Regions from separate parts of the Sus scrofa genome. Here region 1 is linked to region 2. Evidence: chromatin contacts called from public HiChIP or PLAC-seq data. All regions are on one chromosome and are shown on one strand. Each heading gives the region's core, a stretch centred on a gene start, on an enhancer-like site or on the middle of the called end of the contact. The rest is flanking DNA. Distances are from core to core; before and after follow the strand shown.

Evidence for each region. HiChIP or PLAC-seq counts read pairs in DNA pulled down with a chosen protein or histone mark.
Region 1: an H3K27ac HiChIP or PLAC-seq map of alveolar macrophages shows a contact between it and region 2. The contact joins the promoter of WDR92 here to the promoter of FBXO48 in region 2. A contact is called at or near these places in 1 of 5 promoter capture datasets (liver) and 1 of 2 datasets of contacts at active chromatin or transcription factors (alveolar macrophages).

What each region holds. Positions count from the first base shown.
Region 1 is chr3:74,083,478-74,086,448 of Sscrofa11.1, forward strand. WDR92 (WD repeat-containing protein 92) reads left to right here and starts at 1,656. Exons shown (of 8, transcript XM_005662502.3): 1 at 1,656-2,004. The coding sequence starts at 1,822. It overlaps PNO1 (RNA-binding protein PNO1), which reads right to left and starts at 1,419. Exons shown (of 7, transcript XM_003125074.4): 1 at 1,094-1,419; 2 at 725-874. The coding sequence starts at 1,300.
Region 2 is chr3:73,829,749-73,832,658 of Sscrofa11.1, forward strand. It overlaps FBXO48 (F-box only protein 48), which reads left to right and starts at 1,551. Exons shown (of 4, transcript XM_021087420.1): 1 at 1,551-1,660; 2 at 2,368-2,513. APLF (aprataxin and PNK-like factor) reads right to left here and starts at 1,410. Exons shown (of 10, transcript XM_005662500.3): 1 at 1,033-1,410. The coding sequence starts at 1,128.

The sequences.
Region 1 (2,971 bases), core at 406-2,905, 250 kb after region 2:
TTCTGAAACAAAATTGGCACTCAGAAAAAACAAAATAAAACAAAATGAAACCCTACTGCCTAACTCCTAGCCTGACATCATGGAAGGAAGGAATGAATGAATAAATACACGTATGTATAACTTAAATTTATCATCGGTACTTTTTTTTTTTCAAAAAATACCACTAAAATATGATACTATAGCAAGTACTTTCATTGATTACTTACATACTTCTGTTTATGACAAGCTCTTTATTAAGCCTTTTCTTAATCAACACAGATTATTAAAAATATGCAGACCTGGACTAGTATCCACAAGGATGTAGGTGCAATCCCTGGCATTGCTCAGGGGATTAAGGATCTGGTGTTGCCGTGAACTGTGGTGCAGGTCGCAGGACTACCTTGGATCTGGCATTGGTGTGGCTGTGGTGTAGGCTGGCAGCTACAGCTCCAATTCGACCCCTTGCCTGAGAACTTCCAAATGCCAAGGTGCAGCCCTTCAAAAAAAAAAGAGACATAGCTACTATTTTGGTATGATCTCAGGCCCAACTCATGAATTGGACTAATATCTGCGCTGAGTGTAGATTTTGAAAGCATTTGAGAGGTTCAAATACTAAAATATTAGAAAATTGGGAAAAAATCATTTAACAAAATAAGCCCCTCTAAGGAAAGTCGGTTCATGCCTTTTCATACCCACAGGTGAGAGAAACCGCAGTATATTTAAAAATGGTTAACATTCTCCTTACCCTGATTTCTACATTCCTCGATTTCAAGTTAAAGCGTATCTGAAGTCCCAAATGCTCCACAATAGGAGTAAATATCTTCATCCAATTCTCTTTTAACGGCGTGTACCTGTTAGCAGGAACTGGAATTTTCCTAGTTTCTTCTTTCCCACTCTACAATAAAAGAAAACACAACTCAGGAGTCGTCGGATGGGCGGAGTTGTAAACTGACAGCTGATCCACAAAGAGCATCCTTCAACTGAACGAATTAAACATCAGGAGAGTCCTTCTCTAAAACCTTCACGCCATAAAAAGCTTCTACATCACCCTAAAGCCACAGGGTCCCCAGGCCTCTGCTTTGCCCCGTTCCTGTTCGTGAGTGCCCGCCAGTACCAAGAACCCGTCCCCGGAGAGGGGAGGGAAGATGGGCCTCTTCGCCGGCCGAGCCTCTTCCGTGTCCATGTGGCTCGCGCCCCCTCCTTCCTCCGTCGCAGACAGCTGCTCAGCCTGCCGTTTCTTCGCCCTTCGGCTACCCTTGCGGGTGACCTGGGTGAAGCCGTCCTCGGCTAAGGGGCTCTGAGCCTCCATCTGGGTTTCCATCCTCAGGACTCTCCAGCCCCAGCGGGAGCTTCCGGCTTGAACACGTGCGGGGCTGTACCGCGCAGATGCGTCTCGCAGGACCCCAGTCTCCACCAACCAGCCCCAGGGCTCCGCCCTCTTTCCTAAGACGTCCACGCAAGGGACCTGAAGCAAGATTTTGTGTGTGTTTATTGGGAGGGGAAAGGGCTGTCCTAAAATATGCCTGATTCTTATGGTCGCCCTCTGCCCACGCCAACTAGCAGCCAGAACATTTAGTTATCTCTAATATATACTAAAGGTTTTAAGTAAAGGCTACAAACAAGCTTGTGTTGTCGGTGAGGGAAAAAAGTCTTGTGTCTTCGGTTGCTCATCCGGCATTATCAAAGACATCTAAACCCAATTTCCAAGGGCGACAGGGGCGCTTACGGCAAACGGGAGGGACCAACTGTTCTTAACGTTTGGTTTCCGGTTTCCAGGTTAGCGTTTTGTCATGGTTTGTTGGGGGTGTGCCTGTGGCCTAGGCGGAATCCAACAGGTGGACCATGTCGGCCTTTGAGAAGCCTCAGATCATCGCCCATATACAGAAGAGCCTCAACTACACGGTATTCGACTGTAAGTGGGTGCCCTGCAGCGCCAAGTTTGTGACCATGGGCAACTTCGCGCGGGGCACCGGCGTCATTCAGCTGTACGAGATCCAGCACGGGGACCTAAAGCTGCTTCGGGAGGTGGGTACCCGGTCGAGACTGCCCAGTGCCAAGATCTGGGCCTGCTCTTGGGGGGCGAGTGTGTATCTTGGGCAGGGGTGGTGTGGGTGGTCTGCATTTTTTTTTTTTTTTTTTTTTTGCCAAATCCTATGTCCAGCGTCCCCCCAAAGCACTTTTCTAGTTGCGTGGGAGTAGCGAAGCTTGAACGCAGATTGAGGAATACTTGCGATGTACAATACTTTGGTTCTAGTTCTGAATTCTTGGCGGGCTAGTTCATTCGCGCCTTGTCGGTCCTTTCCTCCAGCCACCCCAACCACCCTCCCAGTCCAGCGAGAGGTCCTTGGGGATGACATTCCGTCTTCGTGTTTAAATTTGGGGCCCTTTGGGGCAGGGCACACTTATTTGTGCAGAGCCTGTTAATAGGTTCAAATTAGTAAAATGCTTTTTCATACAAACGGTCAAAGTGGACACCAGGATGCCTGCTATGTAATTGGAGGAAGCAACCAAACATAGCTATTCTTTCAGCAAGTATCAGTTGATTGCCTGGTATTCCCAGGCATGTAAATGACAATGTCCTGGATATCATGGAGTTTATTTTCTAGTAAGAGAGAGAATCAGTTAAATAATCAAACCAACGCTACATAAATACAAATCTAAAGAAAAAAAAAAAAAACAAAGGAAAAAAGATTTGAGTTGAGTAGAAGCTAACAAGGCCCAACTAGGAGTAGTGGAGATTTTCAGAGGAAACAGCCCAGCGATGGGAGAGAGAGTGTCTCCTTTAGAAACAAAAAGAGTAGTAAGCAGGGACGTTGCAAAATCTGTAGGTCACTTACAAAATTTATACTTTTTTTCTAAGAAAAAAATGGGACATCAATGAAGGGCTAATTTAAGTGGGTGTGGCAAGGTCAGATTTACAAGTTTTGTAAAGATTTCTAGTGAAGGAGTTGGAGAATGACAATATTAACTAGCATGTTTATACCTGTTTACA
Region 2 (2,910 bases), core at 301-2,800:
TTAGACACTGGAGGTTAACTGGGGTTAACAGTCCATATTCCTCACTCCCTGGTATTAGCTCACTGACACAGGTCGGTCTGGACAGTTCAAAAGAAAACTAGAGGCAAGGATGCCTGGCTCATTCATCTCTGTGCACCGCAGGGCGCTAGGATCTGCACAGTGTGCGGCACAAAGTGGGCACTAAACCAGACATGCTGAATGTTAAGAAAAAATATATACGTATTGAGGGAGAGATTTACAAAATTCCGCAATGTAACTGGCAAGTTTTCAAACTCTTAAACATCCCAGAGGAAGAATGCATAGCCTATCGGCACTCGGTGTCCAAAAGCTTAAGTGTGCCCTTTAAATAACCAATCTATAGCTCAACTTTCTTATTTGAACAATGAAGATAATAAGAGTACCTAACTCAAAGGGTTTAGAAAAGATTAAAGTTGATACAAGTGAAGTTCTTAGATCAATGCCTGGAACACTACATACACAGAACGGTGGGCCATCGATATTACTGAAAAAGACTATACAATAAAAGTTTGGCAAATGGGCCAAAAGTTTAAAAGAAATTATTCTAGAACAGCTAAGATCAGAGGTTGGCAAACTTTTCCCGTAAAGGGTCAGATACTACTGCAAATACTGTGGCCTACCAAGCCAAGAGGCAATATTCTCAACTCTTAGAGCAATTATTCTCCACGAAAGACTAATTCAGGTTGTTTACACTTTACATTTGAAAATTTGAGAACCATTCTCAGTATATGCCCTCATACAAAAAAACAGGCTGGATTTGGAGCCAGGGCCAGTTTGCAGACCCCCGCGTAAAAGGACAACGATGATACCCCAAGTCAGTGTTTTTAAAGGCAACAGAAGGAAAAGTCTGAAAGTTGCTTCGAGTTGACTGAAAAAGTGCTGCCCCCAAACTTCTAAAATCCAGACAGGCCTGGCCGGCGTGCTAGCAAATCGGGGAAGGTCCGGGAGAGGGGCCTCGGGAGCCGGCCAGGACCTCGCGGCCGTCCCGACCAGCAAAGCCCCCGCCACACTTACTCCCAACAGCGGCCCGCGGCCTATCACCGTCTCCCCGGGCGCCAGGGCCACCCGGGGACCGCCGTCCTGCGGCTGCAGCTCGAAGCCTCCGGACATGGCGGCGAGGATTAGACCCCTTTGGAAGGAGAGGGTCCCCCCAGCCGTTTCCGCCTTCCATGAACACGCGCGGGGCCTACGCAGGTCCCGCGAAAACACAGGGGGAGGGGGAGTGAAAACTGCGCCCGGGTGTGTCCAGGCCGCGCGGAGCGGGGGCCCCGGCGCGGGGTACCGAGTCCCGGCCCTCCTTCCAGCCAGTGACGCACTCGGGGATTCCCCCTTCACACAGCCTCCAAACTATTGTTTAAAACCCCCGGTCAACCCCCCCAACCCCATCCTTCTCACCGCCCACCCCGCTCGAAGGACACCGGACCTTGTAGTCCGTGACGCCTCCCTTCTCCTCGCTTGCCGAGCAGAGAGGCCCCGAGAAAACTACCAATACCAAGAGTCAATGCGCTCGCCTTTCTGAGCCTGTGCGAAATCCGAGTCAGCAAGGCGGGGCTAGAGTGGGCGGGACCTGAGAGACCTTGGAGAAGGATTCGAATTCTGGAGGATTTAAATCGCTGAAGGAGAGTTCGCTGCGACCCTGTAGGTAGGAGGGTCTTTCCTTCCGGCTGACGTCGGGTGGGCGTGCAAGGGGGCGAGGACCCGGTGTTCGAAGAGTCTGCGCTCGTCCCGCCTGAGCGGCAGTGACAGTTCGTGCTGACGGTTGTTATTGTTGTTTACTTGTCATTGCCCCTTGATCTGTGGACTATGGCATCAGCAATCTGCACGGGGCACGCCAGTAGGGTGGCTCAGATGGGACGTGGGGTCATTCCTTCCGACCTGCGGCGTCCGCCTCGGGTGAGGGCTGCTGAGAGCCGGGTGTCTGCGCGGCCTTCCGATCTCTCCGTCCGTGTGACACCTGAAAGAGGGTGAGCTCTCACCTAACTAGAAAGGTAATTCAGCACGATTTGGTTCATAAAGGGGCAGAAGAAGATAGTTTTCTAGGTATTCAGCCAAAGCTGGACTTGGAGGAAGGAAAATACCTAGTGGGATTTTAGGAATCTCAGCAAGGCACCCCTGTCTGTTAAATTCAAAAACGTTCATCTGCCTCCTCTGGAATAACTGTAACGGGAGAACGCATTTTATCCCCAGTGAGCTCCCGGGAGAAGTAGCAAATGTGCGTGTTAGTGCACAGGAACTGTCTCCTAATATGAGATTCTTTTCAAGAATAGGGTAGTTTGGTTTCAGTTTGTATTGCTGCGGAGCAGGAGGGTGGTGTGGCAAAAACTTAACTCATGAACTTGTTTTTACCAGCTTGCTTTCTTACTTCCCCAAACTCTGAAGAGGAAGTCCTCTCTTGAACTCGAACACTGAAATTCTAACCATTGTAACTAATTGGGATGATGAACAGCCAAATGAATGGGAGCATCTGTGGGCCTGGCAAGTCCAGAAACAAATAGGTGAGTCGCACATCTAGAAAGGGGAATTTGTCCTTAGTTCAGCTAGAAGTATTTAGCTGTATCTGAAACCACTCCTGGCTACCACCCCTCATTAATAGGAGGAAGTGCAAAGTGGAATAAACTGATTTTAAATAAATATGAACTGTCTTTATATGCAAAAATAGCTCCATGCTTTCAACTGATTTCAGAAGCCGTCACCATGCACCTTAAACTAGCTGAAACTGGACTTTACATCTTTAGTCATCTGCTATTGTTTATAGTTGCTTAATAAATGTAACATTGTTTATAATTGTTAGTCATTGTTGCTTGATGGCCTCAGTGACTATTGTCTTAGTTCATAATTAACTATGCATGTAGGGTAGCTTGGGGAAGCCATTTCTAAAGCACTGCTCTTATA